Regions from separate parts of the Mus musculus genome. Here region 2 is linked to region 1. A link is a contact called in public HiChIP or PLAC-seq data. All regions are on one chromosome and are shown on one strand. The core of a region is the stretch at or near the end of the contact, and the rest is flanking DNA. Distances in the headings are between cores, read along the strand shown. Region 1 overlaps Tshz3 (teashirt zinc finger family member 3). Region 2 has its middle 17 kb from the start of Gm30483.

Region 1 (4,313 bases), core at 272-2,771:
GAGTGAGGCATGGGGCCCAGAGGATTTAGGAGGTGCAGGGACAGGTCCCTGCATAGGCAGCGTGGCAGAATGTGCTCCTGGGTAGAAGGTTCTGATTTGAGCTATCCAGCAGGAGAATTGTACTCACAGCCTCTGTGGTATGTTCACTACAGCTGAAGGAATGGATTTGAAAATTCTGTTCAGCATTCGTTCATTTTAACTTAGCTATTCACACAGTTGGTCGGAGAACATAGTTCTCTAGGTCTGTCTCTTGAGAGTTTCTGCTTGGTTCTCCAACTTAAGCTGGAGTCTGCTGATTCTTCAGTTCAAACCTGGGGTGGATGTGTGTGTGTGGGGGGGGGGGCGGGCACAGGGCTAAGGCATATCTCCTGGTGTGTGAAGAAAGAAGTATACAGAACACCTTTCTTCCTATGACCCCTGCCATAGCAGCCCTAGGAAAAGGTCAGGTCATCACTCCCATTTTACAGATAGGGAAACTGAGACTGAAAGGCAGTGAGGTGGAGAAGCCAGGATTCTGAGAGAAGTGGCTGTGTTCAGGCTCTTTCATTTCATCATTGAATAGATATAGGCCTTTGGAACCCATAGGCAAGCTTTCTAACACTGAGTCACACCCCCAGCCCCTCATTGGGTGATTCCTGGCAGGGGCTCTACCACTGAGCCACGCCCCCAGCCCCTCACTGGGGGATTCTAGGCAGGGGCTTTACCAGTGAGCCACGCCCCCAGCCCCTCACTGGGGGATTCTAGGCAGGTGCTCTTCTACTTAGCTCCTTTTTATTTTATATTTGAGATAAGGACTCATGGTTGTCCAGGCTATCCGACCTAGGTAGACCCCTGAACTTGTGATCCTCCTGCCTCAACTTGTCAAGTCTGACATGCATGTGCTAATGACATCCATTAGCCCTGGGTCTAAATGGGCCTTCAACTGAATTTCCCCATTCTGCTTACCTCCTGGTGCTTAGCCTAAGCCCCTCTGATCCCTCAACTCTTTCCTCCTCCATTTTCTTCTGTTCATGGATGAAGGAGAAGGGCACTGTAGAACCAAGGGCTCTCTTCCCATAGGAGCCAAACTTGTCCAGTCACAGACCATCTGCTTTTGCTTCTCATCCTTGGTGAAGAGAGGCTGCTCAGTGGGTCTCTACAGGATTTGGTACATATTGTCTCCTCTTTTCTATATCTTCTCCTGTCTCTTGGATGCTACTACTTTTGTCCTGTTACAGAAACATAAGCTCATATGTAAATTCACAGCCAGAGTGTCAAGTGGATTAATATCTATCCACGGTTACCCCTGCTCCTAGCCCATCCTGCTTGAGGCTTATCAGACGTGTAACCAGCTAGCTGTGATTAGCCGAGAGTCTAACTGGCTTTCTAGCTGGTGGAGTTCTTGACCTGGGATTGGGATTCGATTTTGTGTGATGAAAGGTACCCAAGTGGGCTGCCACCTTGTGGAGGTGAACTGTCCTCCTCCCGGACTCAAGAGTCAGCTGTGTGCATTTGGCAAGAGTTTCCCGAGCATGTCAGGATTCTGCCAGCTGCGCGGGTGGGCCTGGTGGGGGACCGCTCCTGTCACCATGGAGATCCTGCCCTTGTCACCGTAGGGATCATCCTTGCAGATGAAACATCATTTCTATAACCAGAAATAACTTCTCTTTATTGAATGTCTGCCCAGTGCTAGGTTTTGTGCTAAGTGCTTCGTGTGCATAATTCCATGAACAATTCTCAGAAGGAGAATGCTTGAATCCATCCTCCTTTTTGGGATGAAAGACCGGGAGCTCAGACAGGCATGGTCGCTTGCCCAAGTCCCAGAGGTGCTTAGACAGAGAAGACCATGAACCCAGGCCTGAGGTGACAGTTGGCATCATGCCATATAGACCACAAAAAAATGCCAGCTGGCCCTGCCCTTTCTGTTTATTGTCCTTCTGGTCCTGAGTAAGTCTCTGCGTTCATCCATGTGGCAGGTGTTCGCTAACTTCTGGATGATGGTGCCTGGTAGTGATGTGACACTACATGTATATCATAATATACTTACATAATATACATAATAGCATAAAGAGATAGGTACATATATCTTTGAGAGCTAAAGGAATCCTTTGGTTTCCTCCCCCTGGCCTGTCCCTCTCCCTGCCAGGGCCATTCATTCTCCATATTCATCTTTGGTTCTTTGACACCTGACAGGCAGCTTGGAAGAAATAAAGAGAGGTCCACTGCCTGAGTCTAGGGTGTAGGAAAGGCATGGGAGGTTGGGGGGACATGTTAGTGGCTCAGCAAGCTGTGACATGCCGTCAGCATGATGGATAAGATGATAGGGTTGCAGGGATAGGAAAAGGCATTGCGTAAGCTCACGGAAGGAGGGCATCTCTGTGTGCTTTTTTTTTTTCCTTTTTCATGACACAGTTCTCAAGGACAATCGAGTATGTCTTGAAACAGTCTGAGGAGTGTACTGAGCACCTGTCTAGGCCAGCACTGGAAGGTGCTGGGACTAAGCTAGGACGTCTTAAGCTCGAAGGCAAAGGACATGACCCAGGCACGTAATCCCCACGTGGACACTACGGCCAAGATGAGTACTGAGTAAGACAGGAACATGGGAAATGTCCCAGGAGGTGAAGGACGTTCAGATGACTTTCTGAAAGTAGGGGTGCCCTGCCCCTAGAGAAACAGTATGTCACTGGTTGTCTGGAGAGCCACCTTTTCTCGTCAGCCACATTAGTTGTTGTGTGACAGAAATCGGGTTTGGATGACTAAGGGGATGCTGAGTTTTCTACACGGTTTATTTTTCTGCTTCCCTGTTTCAGTTTGGATACTGCTTCCAGATTTTCCTTGCACCCCCCCCCCGCACCCCCCACTGTGCCAGATCACAGAGATGCGCTCCTTCATGTAAATGGCTCAGCCATATGCAAGCAGGAGAGTCTCCATTCTGTTTCAGCACACTGCCAGCTCCTGGGCTCCTTCTCTATGGGTCTGGGTCATGCTGGAGGCCGCCTTCCTCCTGCAGAGGAATCCAGAGTCTGCCCCCTCTGCCTCGTCGGTCCATCTTTCCGTTCTGTCACAACCTACTCACCAGCTTCACTCTCCTTGGTGGCAACCTTGTATGTTGTTACCAGAATGGGCAAATGGTGGCACTTTACTTTAGGGATCCCTGAGCCCTGCTCTCACGTGTACGATGTGGTACAGAAGGTGACAAGCAAGCCCACTGTGTGTATATTATTCATGCCTTGCAGCGCTCCAGTCGGCCCATGTTCCAGAGGCAGTTGCAATAGCAGCGGGCCTTATCAGTGAACAGCTCCGTGGTGTAAGCTCACAGAAGGGCAAACCCTTGGCCTTAGAGAAGGTGGCAGACAGGTAGCCTGTCACAATGGCTGGGCCCTGAACAGAGGGAAGGTTCTGATGCAGTCCTCATCCTACTATTAATTAGGTACTCTTGTCTAATTCTTTTTCTTTGGTTCTATTACTTTCCTCTGTCAAAGGACATTTTGGACTTGCTGCATACCTGCAAGAATCTTGCTACCTTCTTGTGTTTAGTGATGTCATTTTTGGGCAAAGATCTGGCTCTCTCTGATGGCGTTGTTGCAAGACCACTGATTGGGAATTTACTATACAGCAGGGCAGGTTCCTGGCACATGGTGGGTTGGTCACTCACTGTCATTGATCCACACAGGCATGCAGTTACTACCATTATCAAGAGGCTAATGGTCTCCTACTGTTAACACTGGGTACCTACAGAGCCCTGTGCACAGAAGGAGGCAGACTCATAGCACCCAAGCCTCTATTTCTAGAAATAGATTAAGAGTTGATGTCATATCAGTCCACACTGAAAAAGGTTACAAATTTGGACTTGCGTGCCCCAGACTGTGGACTCCCTGGGAAGTGCACCTAAACTGCATTTATCATGTTTGTTGGGTAAACCTTCTGCTGTATGTTTTCCCCCTTATTGTGTCTTGATTGTGGACACAATACACTGGACCCATGATTTTTACCTATCTGTAGTTCCATCTCTCAGTTCTCATTGCAGATGTTAGCTTGTTTTTCAAACATTGAACTGAAGGGCAGACCAGATCCCATTGTTACCTAGCCGCAGCCCACCACTGACACATGCAAGCTGCTAGCCACACCTGCGTGTCACTGCCATGGGAAGGAGCCCTGAGACTATTGGAGTGGGAGGCAGAGTATTAGGGATTTCAATTCTGCTTTATTTTCAACTTGAAATGGAGGAAAACAGACAAAAAACAAATAAGAAAGCTAAACAGTTGCGTGAGAGCTAGCAATTTGCTGGGCTCCCGATGACAGACACTACATTATCATAATTGTCTCTTCTACAT
Region 2 (5,561 bases), core at 64-2,563, 610 kb after region 1:
ATGTAAAATGTTACCAGCTTTCTATACACATAATAAAATCAATCTTTTGCTACAAGTCTGTTAAATGAAATAGCATGTCCCCAGGAAACACAAGAAGTGTCAGTGTCTGAAAAAAAATATATATATGTATATATATGAATAAAAGTAAAAAAAAGAAAAACCCAAAGGTCAGAATAAAATACAAAGCAGCTCCTGTAAAACTAAGAATAGATATGAATACTTGCATGCATTCTATATAGCATGTGTCCTCAAAATGCCCCACCAGAATGCATGCTGGAGTTCCGATCTGTGGCGTCTTTTAGGCGTTTGCGAAGCCTTCCTGATTCCCAAGATATAGACATTGCACCCATTGACAAGAAATAGACCTTTTGAATTGAGCTGATAAGTTGAAGTGAATATGGCCTTGGATTTCTACTAAAGAATAGGTTATTTATGAGGGATCTATCACCCCAAAGCCTGGTGGCTAAGAGCAAGCAACTAATAAACAGATATAGCCACTATTTTCCCTTTTATGTGGCAAAGGCTTTATCAACAGATCATATTTAAATAAATTGTGCAAACTAAATTCCCAGTTAAAGAACAAACATCTTCCCATGTCTAATGTGATGGACACGAGGCTGATTTGAAGCCACATGCCATCCAGGAAGAAGGGAGCCCCCTGGCATAGCCAGGACTGAAATCCATCAAAGTTCAGATTTGACTGTCTCCTTGAAAGCTGGACGTGGCGATTCGGCAATCTGCGATTTATTTAATTTTAATTAAATTTTGTTTCACATCCTGTTTTGCAAGTCAGCAAGATGGGTTTTGTTTGCCAAGAGGGGGAAATGACACAGAAGGAGAAACTCGCTGTCCAGGGCGGATCAGAGGTGTGAGGCTGGCGTTAGCGAGGCTGAAGCCTTTCTCGGGAACACAGGACTTTGTCTGCAGAGCCTGTCTGGCCCTCAGTATCGCAGCGCCGCTGTCTCCTCACTGAAGGGCCTATTTGTCTGCTTTAAGTGAGATCACTCAATTCTCAAAAGTCAGTGGAGGGCTGTGGAAGGGGGAGGGTTCGGATAGGCTACTCCAAATAAGTTCCATTAATCAAAAGACACAGTGTAATGTAACTAATATTTTACAATTAGGGAAGCCAAGATGCGACTAAAAGCCATCTATCTCTCTTATACCACATGATCATCGATTCATAATCGGAGACTGAGAGTTGCACAAAGATGCATTTACCCGGTGGGGGGAGCCGGGGGGAGGGCCGGCCTGAGCCGAGATAATGAACGTGGTGAGGGCTCACGGCGCTGAAGGCTGAGAAGAGATGACAGAGAGGCTCAATGCTGACGGATGACATGAAGACACTAGCAGATACCTGACAGCCCGCGGGAGCCTCTGCGCTCTTCCCCCCGCATTATGGTCCTCAATTATCCTGGTAAGGGACTAAGGGGGGCACGAGGAGGCCGGCTGAGCCCGTGGTCATCAGCTCTGGGCTGACTTACCACGCTGCCACTATGCGAGGGGAGCAATCCTGCGAACACCACTCTGAGGGGCTATAGCTTCCTTTACCAAGGCTTTCGGGCACATGGGGGGGGGGGACAACGGGGATGCCCAGTTCGCCATCTGTTTTGTAATAAAATTCCCAACTCTTCAAAGAGGCTCATTTTTTTCCTTTACTGCCACCTTCAGGGAAAAGGAAGAGTTGGTCCCCCCCCCAAAAAAAGAAAAGAAAAGAAAAAAGAAAGAAAGAAAGAAAAAGAAAAAGTGAAGAGTGGATTCCTGGGCATTGGGGGGTGGGGGGAGGCTGGTCTCTGTGAAATGAGTCCCTTAGGGACAGCTCAGACTCCTGAAGTGATCTTCTCAGAGCTCCCCCAGTGAATAACGTGGGGTGTGCCTGCCTTAGTCGGGATCTAATTGCAGGAGCTAAGAAACCGGAGTGTGCCGGGGAAGCAGGGGGGGGTGTGTGAGCTCAGAACCCCTCAGTGAGCAGAGGCTTGGGGGACAGTAATCACAGCAAAAAGCACAAACTTTCCCTGGCTTCTGCCTCAGCGCATGCGCGGCCACCTGCTGGGGGGGCCCCTGCGTTCCCACATAGGTTCAGATCCTGCCCCTTAGTTTCTTTGTAAAGACGCAGTTGGCCTCCTCGTGGAGAGAGTCCTCAGAACAAAGGAGAGTGGTGCTCCAGGAGCCGCAGAAACTTGGCATCTTAGAAAGAATGTTGAGGTGGCAGGGCAGGTGGCACGGTAGACGGGGATCCAGGCCTCAGGGAAGGCCAAGAGCCACAGTGGCGGCCCCACCGGGCACAGCGTCCAGCAACTTTTGCTGCCCTGGCGCAGGGCGCTATTTCTTTAAAATACAATACCACAGTGATGTATTTATGTAATAAAAATAAATCCATATTGAAGCTGGAGATCTGAGGAGCCATTTCTACAGCGTTTGTGGGACCGGGGGGCGGGGTGGTTGGTTTGGTTTGGTTTGGTTTTCAATCATTACGTGGCTAACAAATGTATCACTTCCCTGCCTGTCTCTTCCCTCTTTCCTGTCTATTTCAGAGTGCTCCCCATGCCCAGTCTGAAAAGAGACAGGCTGCAGAAAATGCCAGAATTCTGTGTGTATGAGCCTATACAATCTCACTCGGGACATACACTAATGAGAGAGCTCCCTTTGAAAGAGTCCCAGGTGCCCCTGCCTCCTTGCTCTGCAGAAACACCCAGCAGCACAGAAGAGGCTAAGAGAGGGCGTGGGACGCCACTTCTTGTTCCTTCTGAATCACCTTGCTCTGTCACTCCATCCCTAGGGGACGGTGGCTGGCTCAGAGCAGAGGATCCAGGGACACACGGAGTGGTTTGCTCAATTCTTTGTAGCACCTTAATGAAGCTCCCCCACCCCAAATTTACCTAAAAGTGGGAAGGACAAGCCGACTCTGATACCCCAAGAGAGGTGCTGAGTCTGAGGTAAATCAATTCTTCTGGTTTCGGCATAGCTGTAATTGAGACACCCATTCAAAGACCATGTAACTCACTGAATCCTGCCAGAATCGCAGCCAGAATGGCTATAACAGGTTAGGTTTGACTGTCCCAGACACAAACAGGGCACCATTCCGTCTGCCCTTGGGGTGTGGTAAGGCCAGCTGTGCTAGTGAGCCCAAGGTCAGGCCCTAGCTGCTGCAGGTGCTTACCCACCATCACATCGCCGTGAGTGACATCACTGTAGGTAAAACAACAGGACCAAGTGGAAGGTGGCCGGCAAGGCCAGCCTTCCAACAGGAAACTCCAGGCCCAGAGTTGAGTGTGGGGCTGTCAGCACTCACCATCACCATGTTGCCTCTAGATGAAAAGGAAAGGAGAACCCGCAATGTTCAGAGAACTTGACTGTATTTGCCAGAACCTCTCAGTCAGGAAGCCACCGAAAACCCAGCCCATTGTCTCTGGAAGCAGTTTGTGCTTCGAGACGTTGGGGTCGGCATGGATCTGAGTGGCATTGCTTCCCACTCACAGTTCTCTCATTGTGACTTGACCAGACTGAAGACGGGGGGGGGGGGGGATTGGACAAGGGGACGGACACCCAGTGCTCCAAGGGGATGTGACAAGAGGGGTAGCCACAGGCTGAGGGACTTATGCAGTTGGCTTGCCTCGGCCACCTTGCTTGAGGAGAACTGTGGCTTCAGTGTGTCTTACAGGGCCTCCTCCTATTTAGGGTATAAAGGGATTGGGATGTGATTGGGTAGAAGACAGCTGAGAGAATCGTTTATTCTTCCTGATTCTGAGAAGCCAGCTCTGCAGTGATTTTTTTTTGGGGGGGGGGCTCCCAAGCCACAGGCTCCGTTAGTTGTTGCACCACAAACTCTTGTGACCGAATAGATTCGGTTCCATCCTTTCTAGAAGGGGGTGAGTTTTGAGAGATCCCTTGAGCTTGAAAATATGTACAGACAGGTAGGAACCATCAGGAGGGGACAGTAACAGATGACAGGCAGATGTCCCCCAACCTCAGACGACACAGCTGGTAAAGAATTAAACCAGAGAGATTTTGAGATGGCACACAAAACTTCCCCGCAGTAATTTTACTGGCTTTAATATGACAGCACCCTGCAAACTCCATACAAATCATCTGAGAGAATATTAAACCTGGGCAATGTTTTAAATCCCTCTTTAGAATGATGCTCATCTAGAGCTTGTATCCAAATTGCATACAATTTGACCCAGTAATTCGCCACATTTTCATATCACTTGATAATAGGTTGAAACTATTGTTCAAATGCAAAAATTTTGTTATCTACCTTGCCGGCCTAGGCCAGGCAGAAAATTCAGAGACCTAGGGAGCACGCGGTTATTTGTAGCCATAAAGGTGGTCTCTAGTGCCACCTAGAGGACAAGTGGCTGCATGGCATGTGAGTCACTCGGAGGAAAATTAAATACAGCTGAATAATTGAATGAGGGCAAGTTGAATCAGGGGTCACCATCTGTTTGACTAGAATTGTTGGCACATTTCAGCTAAGCCTCGCGCGCCTCGTAAACATGCTTACAGTTATCATAGCTCGCATTGCCCTAAAATAAAAGAGAATTGGTCCTAAAATAAGCTTGAACTAATTATACATATACCATCTTGTCGTCATGGAGACCAGAGTGAAGGTCACCATATTCTTACGGCTTTCGTGAGGGTGTTGGTGCCAAAAACAGACAGGTGATTCTTTCTATCCTGTGGGGAGATGGCGTCTCGGGGATGGATGGCAGAGGAATAGAGAACAAGCTATCACCCATTTCCCCCAACCCATTCTCTCTGATCCCAAAGGAAGGCAGGGTAGGGGTTCTCAGAACTGACACCATACCTGAAGCACATGGGAAGCCTCGGCAAGGGGGACATTGAAGTGCCCCTGCCAATGTTACTTAAACTTCTTCCAAGTTGGACCAGCGGCCCTTGGGGATAACAAGGGAGAAGACATCTTGTCAAAGAAATGGGTGTAGTGTCTGAGTTGGATGCCCCTGCCAGCTTTGTCCAGGAGCTGGTCACTTACCAAGAATCAACATGCTGTGCCCATGTAGGCCGTGTGTGCTGCTGTATTTTCCCAGCAGACATGAAAAACACAAATTCACATGTTGGGGGCGGGGCAGAGAACTCATGTCTTGCCTCATCAATTTTTCTGGTGGATTCCCTCCCCAAAGGGGAAACCTCTTGTTGACCTACATCTCTCTGCACACAGTGGCCTCATTGTCAACATATCTGGAGACAGGGTGTGGATAAATCCCAAACCTTAGTGTGTGTGATTGTGGCTTAAGACCTGTAGTTAGGATTTAGAGCTCCGGCTCGTGTTAGTAACAAGGGCAATGGGGTTTAGAGACGGGAAGATGGGACTCTTGAACATGGGTCCTCCAGCCTCTCCCTCCTTGTTCTCTTAGGATCCTATGAGAACCTCTTTCCCCTTCTCTTCCAGCCTGTGTGGCTAAGAGCATCCCTCTCCCTCTTGCACTGCCGTGTATGCACAACGCGCTTTTGGACGCCACAGTGGAGTGACCCCAACTTCAGTAAAGCCTCCTTCGGGATGCAATTAATGCCTGTTGTCATCCACATTGGCTGGGCTGACACCA

Evidence for each region. HiChIP or PLAC-seq counts read pairs in DNA pulled down with a chosen protein or histone mark.
Region 2: a contact with region 1 is called in an H3K4me3 HiChIP or PLAC-seq map of forebrain, with 5 times the contacts expected there. The contact joins two enhancer-like sites. A contact is called at or near these places in 4 of 484 Hi-C or Micro-C datasets (cerebral cortex, gonadal supporting cells, stem cell-derived motor neurons and 1 more), 8 of 115 datasets of contacts at active chromatin or transcription factors (differentiating embryonic stem cells, embryonic basal ganglia, embryonic forebrain and 5 more) and 2 of 9 other capture datasets (embryonic tail and embryonic trunk).

The regions. Positions count from the first base shown.
Region 1 is chr7:36,735,015-36,739,327 of GRCm38.p6, forward strand. All of the region lies in intron 1 of Tshz3 (teashirt zinc finger family member 3), which reads left to right. Among named protein-coding and RNA genes, the nearest start is that of Gm36722, 39 kb to the left of the region's middle. Within about 2 kb of position 1,522, at least 5 of the 459 cell types and tissues checked have an H3K27ac peak or open chromatin away from gene starts, as enhancers often do. A contact at or near this core is called in forebrain, where this site is marked.
Region 2 is chr7:37,341,873-37,347,433 of GRCm38.p6, forward strand. It overlaps a transcript of Zfp536 not described here. Among named protein-coding and RNA genes, the nearest start is that of Gm30483, 17 kb to the left of the region's middle. Within about 2 kb of position 1,314, at least 28 of the 459 cell types and tissues checked have an H3K27ac peak or open chromatin away from gene starts, as enhancers often do. A contact at or near this core is called in forebrain, where this site is marked.